Linked DNA regions of Sus scrofa: region 2 is linked to region 1. A link is a contact called in public Hi-C data. All regions are on one chromosome and are shown on one strand. Each heading gives the region's core, a stretch centred on a gene start, on an enhancer-like site or on the middle of the called end of the contact. The rest is flanking DNA. Distances are from core to core; before and after follow the strand shown.

The links. Hi-C and Micro-C count contacts between places; a contact is called where the count stands out from the background.
Region 2: a Hi-C map of skeletal muscle shows a contact between it and region 1, with 2.7 times the contacts expected there. The contact joins the promoter of EPC1 here to the promoter of KIF5B in region 1. A contact is called at or near these places in 6 of 47 Hi-C or Micro-C datasets (alveolar macrophages, embryonic fibroblasts, heart right ventricle and 2 more).

What each region holds. Positions count from the first base shown.
Region 1 is chr10:42,690,947-42,696,965 of Sscrofa11.1, forward strand. It overlaps KIF5B (kinesin-1 heavy chain), which reads right to left and starts at 2,605. Exons shown (of 26, transcript XM_021064805.1): 1 at 2,007-2,605. The coding sequence starts at 2,132.
Region 2 is chr10:42,944,433-42,950,451 of Sscrofa11.1, forward strand. EPC1 (enhancer of polycomb homolog 1) reads right to left here and starts at 2,427. Exons shown (of 14, transcript XM_021064807.1): 1 at 2,140-2,427. The coding sequence starts at 2,181. It overlaps LOC106505154 (a long non-coding RNA gene), which reads left to right and starts at 2,558. Exons shown (of 3, transcript XR_001299281.2): 1 at 2,558-3,227.

The sequences.
Region 1 (6,019 bases), core at 1,355-3,854:
CAAAACAAAAATAGACTGAAATGCTTACCACTTTATCTACAGGCCAACTAACTGTTCATTACTGATTCACAACTCAATCATCCATGATTTTTAGTATTATCACAAATTTATTTACCTTACTAAGGAAACTTATGTAAAGAACTTATAATTACTTTATCCACAGGAAACAGCCTAGAATAAATGTGTGCTTCTTGTGGTAATTATTTATTTTCTTTTAACTCTTTCCTCATTTTATGTCATATTTGGCCTGGATCAGAAGGTCATCTTTTAAACCATAAACCATCCCAAATTTATCATTTCAAGAAATAAATCTTGATCATAGATTTATGTAAATACACTCAAAAAAATCTAAAGAAATAAGAGTTTAAAACTGTAACTCTGAAAGGAAAATAGTTTTGACATGTGAACCACTGTTGAGGCTGAGTTATCACAAAAACTCCATGAGAAACTAGTAGCCTCACGTTTGCCAATGAACAACCCAGGCCTTGCAAACTTTCTCTGACCCCATATAAAATATATCATTCTAAAGGAAAAGGATGGCTATTTCTGTGCAAACTTCTTGGCTTAATCACGATGTCATTTATAGCAAGAGTTTTTCTGTGGACTTGTTAACAAAGAACCAGAATGACAGTCCTCACACCACAGTAGCTGGTAATGGTAAGAAACCTAATGACTTGTTTGCCAAAATCCTCCTAAGCAACGTGGGTCTATGACATGTATTTTCTAGAGCTGAACTCTGGAAACTTTCTCATAAAACTCTTAAAGATCCTTAGTTCCATCTTACACATCAATGCTTTTAATCTTCAACGTTCCACCTCCTGTGATCCTTTTGTTTCATTTCCAAATCAAACTATCCAAACATACGTTGAACACCGAATGCCATTAAAGAAAAAGTTAACATTAAAATTTGGTGTGTACAAACAAGTTCTGCCAAATGGCATTACCAAGAAAAATGAATTTAATTTTTAGTTCAGTACCTCACTATCCATTTTAATCTCTTTGAACTGGGAATGCTATTTTCAGAGACCTTTCAATACCAGAGATCAGACCTCAAAACAAAACAAAAAACCTTTCCAGTCTCCCAGAAGTTGACAATGACCAGCCAACTCTAGCCAATATCTCACCATGCTTGGAATTATCAAATTCAATTTCCTTCAAGGTAGATCCTAACTGTAGAAGTAGAAATCCAACACCAACAAGAAATCTAGCGTACTGGTCAAATTTTACCTTTTTAAAAAAAGTTTGCTTTTATAACACTTTGACAAACACATAAAAAGTTAATACTCTTTCCTAGACTGTAACTCCATAAAAAGCAGTGAAAGTGAGACTATGGTTCTCTTCTGAACGTGAACTGGCTAGATCCGCTGGAAGATTAAACAAAATCGACCGCTCCAATTTCAAAAGAAAGCTATTTCTTTTTACAGCCCTCGATTCGCCATTTGTAACGGGAAACTCAAAAGGCGGGTTGGGTGAACTTTTAAGATACAAGTATAACTAACTGCAGTTGTTTGGTAGTTTTCCTCCTCCCGCCCGGGAAAAAGCACGGTTAAACGTTTCTCTAAGTATCATTACTATTTAAGGTACAGCTAGTCTGGTCTGCTAGCTCAATGTTCCTGGCCGAACTCTGATCTTCCAAATTTTATGAATGGTAAATCTGGAGGGAAGTCCGAAAACACCAAAGGCAAGCATCTGCATCAGTAACTGCACGCGCAGAAACGCCGGCACTAAATTTGCTCCCCGGACGGTTCCGCCAGCGCCCCAGGTGCGGGAGTGCCCCGGACCGTGAGTGGGCGCCTCCCATTCCCGGCGCGGCTGACCGGGGTGGGGAGACCCAGGAGCACCCGAGGAGGCGCCGCGTCCCTCCCTGGCCCATCGGGGCCGGCGGAACCCACCGGGAAGGCTGGGGGACCCGACTGCTCCCTCTCGGCTCTCACTCCCTACTTCCCAGGACTCCAGGCGCAGCCGGGCCCCAAGGAGGGGAACCGGGGTGGGGGCGGGGCACTCACCGCGATCATGACCGTGTCTTCTCCCTGAAACTTGGCGATGTACTTATCGCCGCGGTTCACCTCGGACTCGTTCAGAGGTCTGAAGCGACACATCACTTTGATGTTGCATTCGGCCGGGTCCGCCATCTTCCTAGCCGCCGGGGCCGGAGGCCGGGAGCCACTCCCCGCCGCTCACTCTTGGAGGAAGTAGGCCAAGCAAATGGGCTGGGGTCGCGACGGTCCAGGGTCCGCGATCCGCGGCGTCGCGCTTCCCCGGCGGGGGCGACCAGGGACCAGGGCTTCAGCGCCCGCGCCGGCACCGTAGCCCTCAGGCTCACTTCCGATCCATCATGGCAGCCATGGCGGCGGCGACGCCGGGCGGAACGGCGGCGGCTCCTCAGCTTCTCCCTCGCCGGCGGGGCAGGCCGCGGGGCCGGGGGACACCGGAGACCGGGAACGTGGCCCCCTCCTTCCTCCCCAGAGAGAGCAGGCAAGGCCCAACGTTGGCCCGCCCGGCTGTCCGCTCGCCGGCTTGCCGGCTGCCACTTGACCACTCCTGAGGCCGCAGACGGGCGACAGGCGGCGGGATGGGAGGCGCGGGCGGAGCACTGCGCACGCGCGGAGCACTGCGCACGCGCCGAAGTTCCAGTTCCTCGGCGACCAATGCGCGCCCGCACCGCCCCTCTGCGCCCGGGTCGCAGGTCCAAATTCCCGTCACCCGCGTGCCTGAGCACCTGCGGGCGCTGCTGAGGATTTCCCCGTGCCTTTGGATGCGCTTTCTTTTCTTTAGAGGACAAAGAATTCGTAATCTGCTTGCTGTCGTAGTTTAAGTGAAACACTGTACGTCTGCGAGAAAGTGTTTGCTTTGTTTTTGGTCTGGAGATAAACTGATTGCTAGCTCACCTTTTTTAAAGCGCTTTGCCGGAAAAAGGAAGACTTGAATGAACGGTGGGTCTTGGCTCTCAGGTTCAGGAGATTGCTCATTACTGAGAGAATGGCTTGGGGAGACAGGAATAAGAAAGAAAAAAGGAAGAGTTCTCTTGTGGGTCAGATGATTAAGGATCCCAACATTGTTGGTGCCCATGGTGCTGGGTTGATCCCTCACCTGGAAATTTTGGCATGCTGTGGGTACAGCCAGAAAGAAAGAAAAAGGAAATTCGTCTAAGGAATATAAGGTGCTGAAGAAATGTGGAACAGTAGAGCGAAGTGGAAGAAGGTCCTGGGAACTGGCGGTCCCAATCACCTCCTGTTAAATGTTATGAAACTCATCAATCTCAACACCAGAGGAATGCTGACCTGCAGTGTAAAGAAGGTCTTAAAAGGCCTGGATCAAACTGAGGATTACATGTTTAAGGAAAACCACTCCACAGTTGATTTTGTCTTTTGATTTTCGAAGGTGTACACCCTGGACCCTCTTCATGTGCAAGAACTGCTGTGTGAGGACTTTGAAAACAACCGGAAACCCTTCTGGTTCCCAATTTTTGTTTGTAAAATGGAGGAGTGTACTATGAAAGCCTCCAGTGTTCTCATCCCATCATCGTAATACCTCCAGAAATGAATCCATAGTTCCCAGATTCAGGTTTATTCACCGTAATAAGGGAGAGTTCACACCTAAGAAACCTTGGTTTGTCGCACCAAAGGAAAAGGTGAAGTTGCTACAGGGTTTTGAGGGAAGTGTAGAGTTTAGAAAAAATTTAAATGAAGTTGTGTTTTGTTTTGTTTTTGCCACACCTGCAGCACGTGGAAGTTCCTGGGCCAGGGATCAGTTCTGGGCCACAGGTGTGACTACACCACAGCTGTGGCAACCCTGGATCCTTAACCCACTGCAGCGGGCACTGGGTGGGGGATAGAATCCGCACCTCAGCAGTGACCCAAGCTGCTGCAGAGACCACACCAGATCATTAACCCACTGCACTACAGTGTGACTCCAAATGAAGCTGTGTTTTGGTAGGTCCCAACATAGCAAAGCTATTCCTGACACCAGGTCTGGACTACAAGTGGACCCAAGGTCTTGTTTCCTTGGACTACAAAGTTTAGTTGTGGAATGTTGTCTCCAGAAACCCTTTTTTCACAGCTCTGCACCTGGCTTGGAAACCAGGCAAAGCTACCTCTCTGTGTCTTAGAGCCTCCAAGTAAGAGTGGGATATTTTCTTCTTAGTGATGTAATTTCAGGTGGCAGTTGCTGATAGTCTGTAATTTTTTTTTTCCTTTTCTTTAGGTCCACACTGGTGGCATATGGAGGTTCCCGAGCTAGGGCTCAAATTGGAGCTGTGGCTGCCAGTCTGTGCCACAGCCACAGCAACGCCAGATCTGAGCTGTGTCTGTGACCTACACCACATCTCACAGCAATGCTGGATCCTTAACCCACTGAGCAGGGCCAAGGATTGAACCCAAGTCCTCATGAACTCTAGTTCATTACCGCGGAGCCATGACAGGAACTCCCTGATAGTCTGTGATTTTAGAGAAAAACATTTTTAGTAAAAAGAAGTTGTCACTCAAAGAGGTTGTTATGGCAGGTGGGCCACCGGTTTTCAGCCTTTGTAGCAGGATCTCATTAAAGTCTCTCTTTAGCCCTGTGCTCTTTTCTCTCTGAGCTCACTTCAACAGTTGTTGCAATCTTTTATCTACAGCCCTGACCTTTTCATCTATATGATGTTCCCATCTCTCCAGCCACTTACAGGCCACCTTGTTAGGGTGATCCACCTTAACCTCAAATTGTGCATTCCAGAGATGAAATTATGGTTGTCCTCTTGTCCGTGACAATACTCAGTGCAGTACTGGTGACTAGTATCAGCATTCTTCTGTACTCCCAGGCTCAAAAAGTTCTAGTCACCTGTAACTCCAGTTTCCCTCACCCCCTATACACGCAGAAGAGAAACATGGGAGTCTGTATCTGAAGTGCCTCAGCTTCCATCCCACCATGCCCTATTGTACCCTGACTCAGAAGATCTGAGGGCAGGTTCGATCCCTGGCCTCGCTTAGTGGGTTAAGGATCCGGCATTGCCATGAGCTATGGTATAGATCTAAGACTCAGCTTGGATCCCACGTTGCTGTGGCTATGGTGTAGGCCAGCAGCACAGCTCCAATTTGACCCCTAGCCTGGGAACTTCCATATGCTTCAGGTGTGCCCCCCCCAAAAAAAAAACACACAAAAAAGAAAATCTGAGGAATGCTTGTTCTGGAGCAGTGATTTTCGGATTCTGCTCCATGGAGTAGACGTCCCAAAGAAATGACTTAGGAGGTCTTACTGGTGTGATTAGGGAAGGAAGTGGGTAAAAGGGCTAAGCTGTGATGCTCTGGGAACCTTTACTGTTCATGGTACTTTTGTCACCTTTCAACTCCTGCCTCTTCCCTCGTCCTGCACAACAGATTCTGGAAGCTCAGGCTTTATGAAAACAAACTCCAGAAAGGGAAGTGTCTGCAAAATACTTCTGCTTTCAGATCTGATGTACACACTTTTCCCAGTTAAGGGAGCACAAAGAACCTGACTCTGCACAGAACTAAGAAAGAGCAAAAGACTCTGTGAAAACCAAAGTACTTCCTTTTTAGGGCCGAACAATGTCACATAGAAGTTCCCAGGCTAGGGGTCGAATTGAAGCTGGAGCTGCCGGCCTACACCACAGTCACAGCAATGCTGGATCCTTAACCCACTGAGCAAGGCCAGGAATTGAACCTGAATCCTCATGGATACTAGCTGGGGTTCATTGCTACTGAGCCACAACAGGAACTCCCCAAAATATTTCTAAAAATTATCCTAGTCCTACTAGTGTGGCACATCAGGCAATCAGATTGAAGAAATATTTTCATAGGGAAAAATGATAGTTTTTTTTTTAATGGTTCATCTCAGTTTTTCTTCCAAATGTAGACAAGACCATTATACTCAACAGCAGTGAAACTTTCCTTGAGAGTACAGCTTTATACTCATTAATGTAACTTTTTTCTCATGAAAATGTGAGTGGTACTTTATCGTAACACAATTTTTTTCTTTTTGTTTTTATTTTATTTATTTATTGCTTTTTAGGGCTGCACCCGCA
Region 2 (6,019 bases), core at 1,177-3,676, 250 kb after region 1:
TTAGCAATAAAGTATATTTTATTCAGTAGATTAACTTCAGAGAACTCAACTCTCCAGCACAGAGGGTTAGATCATGTATTTACACCTGCAGTATTTTAGTGTAGAAATAATCTATAATGCCAAAACTAGGCTTGATGGGGGCATTGAAATTTTATGAGGAGATAAAATGTTACAGTGAACAGTCTCAAATTTTTATAGCCAAGTATAAACAAAATATAGGCATAATACACAATTGTTGTTGAAGTTCAAGGGTCCTACACAGATAAAGAAATTATAGGGACACCAAAATCAGAAATACTATTCCTAGGTATTTTCACACATTCTTTTATGTCAACATTTTAAATGATTAGTGAAATGAGCATTTACATATTTCAAAGTGAGTAAAAACACTTACTATATTAACTCCAGAAATTTTTTACTCTCTCAAGAAATAATGTATTCAATCATATGAAAAGGTTGTCTGGGATACTATTTCAGTTGTTTTTGTTTTATTTGGCAAAATATTTAGGTACAATCACTGATCTCTACTACTTTCTTTTTCAATTAAGGACATATTTATTATCTCCATAAATAACTAAGGACCAGTAAAAACTATGTCATATCATAATGTACATTTTTGTTCTTGGGAGGCTTTGGGCCTAAATCCCATATTCTCTAATCAGATAACTCCCAATAAGAACAAAGATGGAAAAGATTTACCCTGCATTTAAATACATGAATACCAATATCTTTAAATTTAAAAGCAGTGGTACACAGATTCTTAAAAAAATTATCTCATTCAAAAATACTTGCTCTTTTCAAACAAGGAAACACATAAATTCAACCAAAATATCACTTTGAAATAAAACAAACAACAATGTAGGCATTATTACCTAGAAAATTCCCAGGAGAAACTTAGAATACTTATTTAAGAAATCCCTAGGTTCAAAATGAAATTCAACTTTTACAATGTTCAGTGAACTAAAACTCCAACATTTTGTTAGAAAGAAGACATAAGCACGGATGGTATTGTGAGAGAAGGAAAATGCAAGACGTTTCTGAGGAAAGAGAGAGTAAACTGACAGCTTATTATGGAAGAAATTTTGATCTAGAGATAATCAGATCAGATAAAACACAACTGCAAACTGCATGCCCGTCCCTGCTGCTCCTGGACGGGTTGTGACGACATGTCTGTTCTCACTCACAGTTCACAGTTCGCAGAAAACATTAAAATAACACAAACTGAATAATTTCCTCGCACCAAATCGAACTTTCTTTAAGGAAATAAAGGGAGAAGATAATAGATCAAATCTTGCCCCACCTCTTTTTTTTTTCCTCCTTTTTTCTTTTAGTGAAACTGACATAAATTGTTGAGGAGAGCTACAGCGCCACCAACACAGATCAATGCAAAACAAAAAAGATCTCCCACCGTGGGCAAAAAGAAAAAAAAAAAATTTTAGAAAAATGCCAAAAATTACAAAATGTCTCCCCAATGTACCTTTTTTGGAGAAAAACAGGATCTGCAAAGATTACCTAATGAGGGGCTACAGAGAATGACTATCATGGAACCCAAGTTTAGATCTGATCAGCAAATAAAAGATCCACTATTTAGTAACAGCCATAACTTAATATAAACCCGGTTATGTCAATCTCCACCTTCATTATACCAAGGGCAGCTTTTCTGTAGTTTGTATCCAAGTAATCCATCAAGAAAACCACAATAGGCCTATTTAAAACAACACAAAACCAAACTACATCCCTAGTTTGCCTGCTGATCATTTAGTCCTGGACAAATTAGGTAATACATAATTTTTATAAAGAGGATATGCACATATTTGGCATCACCAACATTGCTGGCACAAAACAAGTCCATCTTGAAATAGCTGAGTTCCCCTTAGCTCGCAATAATTAAAGTATAATTTATATTAGAAATATTTAGCTTGAATCACAGGCTGAAAAAACAAAAAACAAAAAACCAATTTCTTTCTTTCAGTAAAATTTAACCAGACAAGATTAGGTGGAAATGTGCAGAGATCAAAGCTAAAGAAAAAATACAAAGATTGCTTTTGTGAGAAGAAACACAATGAAAATCCTTTCTTAAAAATCTGAGTGGCTCCTTCCAAGACGTAAGGACAAAAATGTTTAAAATTACAAACTTACCATTCGTGGAGGCAAAGAAGAAGCCAGTCCTGGAAAAAGCATTGTAACAATATAGGCTGGATACTTGTGTCTCTAGAAACAACAGCCTCCAGGCAGCATATGGAGCTTCCAACATCTTTTAAAATATTTGGGAAAGAAAAAGTCAGACTTTCTTCCATGGTCGATGGCTGAATGGGGTGGCTTCCCCAAGATCTGTGGGCGTTTGGGAAAAATCGGAGAAATATCCACGGAAGATTCAAAGCAGAGGAGGCAGCGGCAGCCAGAAGACTCTGGGGTTAACAACTTTGCGATGGCGAGCAGGCGGGCTCTGATTGGCTGGGAGGCCAGCGTCCCCACAGTCTGCACTATCCCCCCGCTGCCCCCGCCTCCTGCAGCTCGGAAAAAAATGCAGTGTGAGTGCCATTTTACACTGGGCTTTTAAAAACACAGCCACCCAAATGACAAAGTCTGAGCTCGCTCTGAAGTGACACTGCAAAACAATAGCGCCCACGACTGCCTGCGAGCTCGCAAAAAGGCCCCTTTGATGGCCTAGGGAACACGCTTCTTTCTTGCTTATGGGTTTTTAGGGACTAACTAGCACGCTCTTCTTAAGCAGATTGTCATTCACAAACGTCGATGTCTAATTTGGATACAAATGTGGCCGTTGAAAAATGAATTCTATCGAAACATATTTGATTGGATAGCCTGAAGGTACCCGGAAAAGCCATGCACAAAATTCACACCGTTTTCAGCTCAGGGAGCTTAAAAAAAAAAAAAACTCCTTTAAAAAAAAAAAAAAAAAGAATTGGTTAGCCGTAACAACTGCCGTTGGTGCAGGAAATACAAATAAAATAATGATTTTAACCGTTACACTCAAAAAACAATAGGCATCCTTTTTTCCCCCCACCCCCCTTCTTAAAAATTGTTTCAGAAACCTTTACTGGCTGACAGATTTCTACCACTCAGCCTTACAAACAAAATGGCTGTGGTACTGAATTTTTTTGGATCCTCCCACTGTGGCTCCTCCCGGCCTCCAGGAAGTGGTAAAAATCCAAAATAAATACAGTACTAAAAGTACATTGTCCAGGCTGAAGTCGGTGAAGCTTTTGGTAAGGGGGGGAGGGATTTCTTAGAAATGTGCTGCTTTTTTATTAGTCTTTTTAAAAAATTGTTTTGGAAAGAATATCAATCACTAGAGATTTACTTGACTGTAATTTGAACTTCCTGCTTTACATATTTATAAGGTCTTTCACCTATCTTGGCAGGCTTTCAAATTAAGTGGGCTGGGAAATTTGATGCTGTGTGTCTAGTTGGGAGCTGAGTCAGGTATTTGGTGGTTGCAGCTGGGCTTTCAAATAAAAATGAAGTCGAAAACTTAAAAAAAAAAAAAAAAAGAATCAATGTGAAATGAATGCAGCAGTGTAGTTGATTGTAAATGTAAAGCCACCCAATCAGCAAATATCAAAATGTGTCAAATTCCGCATGGGTGTGTTAATAGAACACATTCGGTATAAACTTGTTGGCCAGCCACACTTCTAGGGAGCCAGGGGTAAAAAGGGGTTCAAAGGAACTGGCCAAAGAAAGGAGTGGGCAAGTATTTGCCTTCTATGGACCCCTCCCCCACCCCTACACACACACACACACACACACACACACACACACACACACACACACACACACCCCTTCTGGTATTTCTATCTCTGCCTAGCATTTAATAGGTAACATTCTTAGAAGAACTATGGTTGGGGGACTAATTTATTGTCTAAATCTGGACATTTTTGAGAGTGAACTATTTTTTTTTTATTTTGTAATCTCATCAGTAGTTACCGGATGAGAGTAAATTTCAATAACATTTATGTGATTATAATCAGGAAAACATCCTTAAGAAGTCCTCTAATGAAGAGAATAGACTAAAATTCCCAAGAAAAGAAAATTTTAAGCAGTTTTCCTTCCAACAGAAAAAAGTTGCTAGGGGCCAATTTCACTATGTACTATTTTGTCTTTCCATCACCTGAGCTCTGTCCTTTTCTCTCCCATCCCTTCAACCCACCCTTAAATATACACATGGATTCGTATGTGTATACACACACACACACACACACACACACAATTATACATAGGTAATTATATATGTACATTCATATGTGTATATGGATGTACATGAATATATATACTTTTATAACCTATAGATTAGGCTATTCTGTGCATTTTCCACAATAGGCATATTTCTAGTTACATACTTCCCTACAGCAGAATTTTCTTCAGATATTTTGAGACAGTAGTCATGAAATACATGATGTGAACAACATTCATTTTGGTAAAGATAAAATGTAAGGTGAGATATTTTGGAAAAAAATATCACCAAAAGACACAGGATAAATAATTTCAGGTTTATTCCAATAGTTCTTGAGAGTTTATAGAGTAGCTGGGTGCTGGACAAGCAGGAAGTTTATCTCCTTCATGAAACTCACAGTCTAGTGGAAAGAGAGAAACAAGTCAGTAAACAAATACATAATTGCAAATTGTAATTGCTACTAAGAAATAAACAGCAAAATCTTTCAGAATAACAGAGAGGGGAAACACATAGATAAGGTGGTAAGGAAAGTTGTTTCTAAGCACATGGAATTAAGGCTAGACTTGGAGGATGAGTAGGAGCCTGACTTGAAAAATACAAGAGAAATAACAGACAAGGAACTGCTTATAGCATGTGCAAAGGCCCTGAGACTGAATGGAGCTTGGAGTGTTCCAGGAAGTAAAATGAGGCCCATGGCCATGCAGCATGTTGAGAGAAAGGGAAAATGATGTCAGAGGAGGTCAAACAGGTAGTGACATCTTGCTGAAATTTGTAAGCTATGGAAAGGAATTTGACATCCAAGCAAGGGATTTTCTTCAGAAAGTAAAATATTGGAAGTTAAGAGTTTGGAGGTTTGGGTGATGGTACAATGCAAGGAAGCAGTGGGGAAGTGGAGAAAAAACTCCATGCTAATTTTGAATTTACATAGTGTGTCACAGTGTTTTGGTATTGTATTTTTTAAAATCCCCATTGTGGTTATAGCCACTGATTAAGACTTAGTCCATAAATAAATAGGAGTAAGATACAAATATCTTAGATCCGACACATTATTGGTAAAATCAAAAGAAAGAATTCAGGCTACTCTTTGCCTCAGTTTTGTGCTTCTCTCTTCAGTAGAATTGATCAAAAAACCTCACATTTCATATGAGTTGAACAAGGTTCAATTAACAATTTTTTTTAAACAAATGAGGCAAAACATTATTAAGGCTAGAAGTTAACTACTCTGATTGGAATAAAACCAGTTAATCTTCTTGAATTTACTAACTTGTTATTAGCAGTCCAAATCCTGGACACACGTGGGCAGAAACAACATGTTCAATTTCTTAGATTCTAAGACTTAGAAAAATTTAAAAATCAGACCAAATCAATGATGGGGAATCCTTTGAATAAGCTTTTTTTTTTTTTTTTTTCCTGCCACATTTGCAGCAGGTGAAAGTTCCCAGGCCAGAAATTGAACCTCGCCACAGTTGCAACCTGTGACACAGCTGCAGGAACTTCCTGAATGAACTTTGGTAGTAATAGGAGTCTCTAGAAGCAAATCAAATTGTGAACCAATTACATAATGTAGTTTTTAAGATCTTTAGAACTGTGTGGGGAGGGAAGGTATGTTTTGGAATTCAGATTTTAAATAGTTATATGAGGAGTTCCTGTCGTGGCGCAGTGGTTAACGAATCCAACTAGGAACCATGAGGTTGCGGGCTCGATCCCTGCCCTTGCTCAGTGGGTTAAGGATCTGGTGTTGCCATGAGCTGTGGTGTAGGTTGCAGACGCGGCTCGGATCCTGCGTTGCTGTGGCTCTGGCGTAGGCCGGTGGCTACAGCTCCGATT